Regions from separate parts of the Zea mays genome. Here region 2 is linked to region 1. The links are chromatin contacts, called in public Hi-C maps. All regions are on one chromosome and are shown on one strand. Each heading gives the region's core, a stretch centred on a gene start, on an enhancer-like site or on the middle of the called end of the contact. The rest is flanking DNA. Distances are from core to core; before and after follow the strand shown. Region 1 holds the start of LOC100383206. Region 2 holds the start of LOC100272869 (zn-finger, RanBP-type, containing protein).

Evidence for each region. Hi-C and Micro-C count contacts between places; a contact is called where the count stands out from the background.
Region 2: a Hi-C map of ear shows a contact between it and region 1, with 6 times the contacts expected there. The contact joins the promoter of LOC100272869 here to the promoter of LOC100383206 in region 1. A contact is called at or near these places in 2 of 25 Hi-C or Micro-C datasets (bundle sheath and ear).

Annotation. Positions count from the first base shown.
Region 1 is chr1:193,791,983-193,794,682 of Zm-B73-REFERENCE-NAM-5.0, reverse strand. LOC100383206 reads left to right here and starts at 1,258. Exons shown (of 3, transcript NM_001350290.1): 1 at 1,258-2,607. The coding sequence starts at 1,453.
Region 2 is chr1:194,118,365-194,121,064 of Zm-B73-REFERENCE-NAM-5.0, reverse strand. LOC100272869 (zn-finger, RanBP-type, containing protein) reads left to right here and starts at 1,373. Exons shown (of 11, transcript NM_001147322.1): 1 at 1,373-1,531; 2 at 1,722-1,767; 3 at 1,877-1,989; 4 at 2,120-2,390. The coding sequence starts at 1,520.

The DNA.
Region 1 (2,700 bases), core at 9-2,508:
ATTGAGGGGAACTATGGCCCACTTAACCCCTTTGGATCCGCCTCTGTCCTAGAGATGGCAATGAGTACCTGCGACCCGATACCCGATAGGTATTTACTGCATTAGAGTATGTATATAGGCTAAATATTCTATTTGTGCGTCTCTTATTGGACAAAAATCTTCACTCAATGGGTAAACGGGTATTAGAACGTACCGCCCTCACCCAACGTTAACCCGTGGGTATAAAATACTCATTATAAACTTAGCACAAAAGCATGAACTTGGGCTTCAGTCATACATCTTTTTTACTATTTAACAATATTTTGTGTTATAGTATCATAGAAGGATTAACGACTATTTGATGACCAAGTAATGTAACATGTAATGTGCTATGTAGTACTATCCTAGTGTTGCTACTTTATCAAATTATCTTTGTGTTGTTGAATGAATGGTTAAATGATATTAGAAATTTTGTAATGGTATTTAGATGGATATACTTGACATTTGTATAATATATCATTTTGATAGATGTTTAATCTTTATGGGTACGGACGATTCGACATGATCCATACCCACATGAGTACGGTCCTGTTTGGCACAGCTGCTGCTTGTTGAAAAAGAAACTTATCTGATAAGCTGGTAAAAAGCAGCTTCTGCTTGTTGGCTGCTTTTAGTTTATTTTGAGAACCGGCCGAACTGATAAGCCGTTGCAGAAGCTGTCTGTTTGGCAGAACTTCTGCTTAAATTTGTGAAGAAGCTGAAAATAAACTGTGCCAAACATGGCCTAAGAGTATAAGAGTAAATCCAGACCCACCAATATATATAGGAACAATTGGATCTATACCATTAAAAGATCCAAACTTTAGATATATACCATGGACCCCATATGTCATTGACTCATGTGGACCCACATGTAAGTGAGATAGTAATGGTATGGATCCAAAGTGGTGATCTTTTAATGGTATAGATCCAAATTTCCTATATATATAAGTGATCTAATAGGATTATTTTTTTGTTGTGGTTATAGATATATGATATTAGTAACCGGTTGGTATTTACCCATTCATATCCCTACTCTGTCCACAGATATTGCTGTAGCCAGTCGGCTGACGTGTGAAACTAGTCGTAGCCTCATTTAACAGCCGGCCGAATGTTACAGCATAGCATCGTCGCTTTTTAACTGCGCAAGCTAGCCAAGGTTTCTTCTGCAGTTACGGTCGGTCCCACACATCAGCCGGCCAGCTGCAGCTACGTCTAGAGGATCCGCCGGAGCTGTGTTTCATTGTGGCCCTATTCCTATTCATCCCGAGGCAGTTCCGTGCCAGATCATCACTCTCGGCGATTACCACACGGATTACTCCTCCTCCGGCTCCATCCATGATCTAATCTAGCAAGTCACTCCACCGCCCGCCTTTGTAGTCGTCACTCTTCCCGATCCGTCAGCCAACGCCACCGATTGGTCAGGCGGCGGCGATGGCGTCCCGGGACGACGGGTGGGGAGGCGGCGAAGACGGCAGCTCGCTCTTCGAGGGCATGGTCCTCTTCGCGCCAGAGCCCACCGCCGCCGAGGACTCGGTCCCTGCCCCTGCCCCTGCCCCCGCCCCCGCCGAGGACTCGGTCCCTGTCCCCGCCGCTGTCCCTGAGCTGCCATCCGCCGCCCGCCACGACGCCGACGCGGCCTCGTCCGTGCCACCACCGCTGGACGAGGATCTCTTCTCCGATCTCACCCTCTTCGCCCCGCCGCAGGAGCCGCTCTCGCTGGAGCAGACACCCCCGCCCCTGCTCCCGCAAGGCGAGGATCGGAGCCACGCGGCACTTGCCCCCGCGCCGCTAGCCCCTACTCCGGGGCTCTCTCGGCAGCCGTCCACCTCGTCGCTGCGCAAGAAGAAGAGGGCCGTGCGCATCGGGTACGCCCGCTCGCCGCAACCCGCGCCGCCTTCCCCTCCTGCCACGGTTCCCGCCTCCGCAGCTGCTGCTGCGATCTCCGCTAGTACTATAGCCTTCCTGGACGCTTCGCCGTATCCGGCCGCTACTCGTACCCTCGACCAGCTCCCTGATCGGCAACTCGATGTCCATGTCAACGGCTACGAGGCGCACGCGGAGGCGGTGGATGTTGATACCAATTCACCGCATGTGGTGGAGGCGGTGGATGTGGATACCAATTCGCCGCGTGTGGAGGAGGAGGAGGCAAAGGAGGACGATGACGGGAAAGAGGATGAAGATGCTGGAGTGGCAGCCTTGGGGGTCAAGGAGAGGCTAGGTCTCCTCAGATCTCAAATCTCGGGCAAGCTCGACTCCATCCAGCAGAGGGCTGCTGCTGTGGCTGCCAAGAGGAGGCTTCTGGCTGGCCGGCGGAGGAAGGTGGCGGAGGAGGCGACCTCCGTGGCATCCAGGCACAAGGATTTGGAGAGGGAGCTGGAGGTGGCCTGCGAGGCTGAGGACTTTGAGAGGGCAGAGAGTATCAGCGACTCCCTCGCTGCCCTCGAGAAGGAGAAGGATGGGCTGTTGACGGCGCTGCGTGATGCTGAGCTTGACTACGATTCAGTGGATTCGGAGTTGCAGGAGGTGCTTGAGTCCCGTATTGCTGCCGAGGAGGAAGCTGCTATCCTTCTGGAGCAATTTGCAAAGGTAAATTAGCTCTGTCGGCATTGTTTTAAACTTTGCGTAGAATTGTCAACCCCAAACAACCATTGCTCAAAATTCAAGTATGAAACACATAGG
Region 2 (2,700 bases), core at 124-2,623, 330 kb before region 1:
AAGGAGAGAGGGCAATGAGGGGTTGAGACTTGAGAGAGTTGCCAGTGCAAGGATGCGGCAGTTGGGTTGTGACTAGTGGTGGGAATATGGGTCGGGCTTTTCGGGCTAGCACGAGCACGACCCGAAAACAGGAGCCCAAAGCACGACCCGACACAAAATAATATGGGCCGAGCTAGCACGACCCGAAGGCGGGCCTGGGCCGGGCCTCAAATTCTGGCCCGTCGGGTCCCCGGCACGGCCCGCATAGATGGGCCGGGCTTAGGCCGGCACGGCCCAATTAAGCCCAATCTGTTTAATTTCTTTAATTTAGTAAGATATCGACTTTATATTGTTGTTATATTTGGAGTTTATGCAGTTAAATGATGCTAAAATTGTTTAATATGTTTAATTTAGTAAGCTATGAACTTTATATGGTTGTAATATTTTGATTTTATGTGGTCAAATATACGGGCCGGGCTTGGGCCGACACGGCCCAACAAAGGCACGACGTGGTTTAGGGCCGGGCTAGGCCACTGTTTTTACACTTCGGGCCGGCACGGCATGACCCAAAAGTTATTTGGGCTTTCCTGGCCCAAACCCGTTTGACACGAAGCACGATGAGATTGAGTCAGGCTGGCCCGGCCTGGCCCAATTCCCAACACTAGTTGTGACGACTGACGAGCATGTGGGAGAGATATTGATGAGATAGGGTTTCAGCAGTAGCTACCGACCTACCGTGGGCTGGACTGAGACCAATTGGCCGAGTCAAGAAAAAAGTGAAGCAAGTCGATGGTCCAAAGTAATTCAGAAATTGATCGTCCACGTTCTAATCGTCCGATTAATCATGACTAATTGATGATTAGTCAGATGATCAACTTTCTAATCGCTATGATCGCGTCGATGAGAAGGATCGATCGGGTATGCGGTTCCGATCACCCGATTAATCGTCGATTAATTGCTATTTATCGGACGATTAGAAAACATGGCTCCCCACAATACTTAGATTCTAAAAACACGAGAGTATGTTCGTTTCCTTCTCAATCCTTGTGGATTAAACAGAATTAAGAGTGTTTTAATCCTTAATAAATTAATTTTTTTCTTTAATTTTTTCAATTCTGTTTAATCCATATGGAACCATTATTTAATTCTCGGGTATCTAGTTTAACTATGAACTGTACTGGGCGAGAACGTCTTTGCTCGCGAGTTTGCAAGGGCCCACGTATCAGATTGGGCCTAAAGTTCTCCTCGTCTGGGCCGGCCTCGTCGTCCGAGTCGAGGAGTTGTCGTCGTCAGGTACATCGCTGACGCGGACGGCTGAGGCAAATCAAAATGCGATGTCACTGTTGTGCACATCTGAGTTTGAAGGCCAATTCACAACAAAACCCTAGCTACTGCTTCGTCTGCCGAATTCCCCCTCCGCTCGCTTCGCACGCCGCCCGTCGCCGCGGCGGCGTCTGCGATTGTCCCTCCCGCTGCAAGGAGCACATGCTTCTCGCCGCGCCGTTAGCCCGCCGCCGCCACCACCGGTTCACCTTCAGCTATGTCTTCTCAGGTACCGCTCCCATCTCCTCGTTCTCCTCGATTCCGCCGGTCGATTAGGGTTCGAGTCGGTGTCGCCGCACATCAGTCGCGCTGAAAGATTGTTAGCTTTGTCATCTGAGCTCCCCGCGCTGTGCTCACCGATTCCCCTCTGGATCTCGCCCATCCAGCGAGGTCTCACGAATTAGTGCATGGGTTTGCAGGTCGACAGGCGCAGCCAGTCCGCCGGGAAGCGCGCCCGCACCGACGGTAGGTCGCTCTGGCTCCGCCGCTAAGTTGTCTCTTGTCGCACCCTACGTATCTAAGCTGCATCTGAGTGGATTTCCCATTGGTGGGGGACAATAAACGGTGTTCTCAGGCAGCCGGCGTGAGGACGACTGGGTTTGCCCCAGCTGCAAGAACGTCAACTTCGCCTTCCGCACCACTTGCAACATGCGCAGCTGCAACCAGTCCAGGCCAGCAGATCACACGGTACATAATGGTTTTGCCTCACTTTATTCTTGCTGTAGATTGTTTGCTTGTCGCTTTCATGGAGCGTGTCTGTGGGTACTTTTGCTTGCCCGCTTGCATTTATGTCGTGCTGCTGTTGCTTGCCATTCAGAAGGCCATGCAAACCCCGCCTCACTATCCCACGTCAGGGGGTTACATGGGCCCTGGGACGCCACCATCGATGTACCTTGGTGGGGGCGCTCCCCCATATGGATCCTCAATGTTTAATGGGCCTGCGGTGACACGCTATGGTATTCCGCAATTTCCTGGGGGTTCTGCGTATTCATATGGATATGGTGGTCCCATACCAATGGGGAGCCCCTACGGGCCAATGCAAATTGCTGGGCCAACTCCATACTCTGGTGGAACTATGATGACAGCAGGTAACAGGGCTTCTCTCTATGATAGGCATGCCTTATTTTGTTATTGCCCTTGCATTAATTAATCTAGCTATTGAATTAATGCAAATCTGATGCTTTCAATAATTTATTCCATGCAAATCATAGTATGTTAAACAATTAGTTTTGCAGAATATGAGAATGTAATTTCTTTTCACTCGATCTTCATTTCCACAAATGTGGGCAATAAATAATACCCTTTGCAGTACCCTTGTGTTCTGCCATGTGTTTTCTAAACCACTTTGTTTGGTTGGGGTTATGACACTTTATACATGTTTTCCAGTTCTGTGTTTTC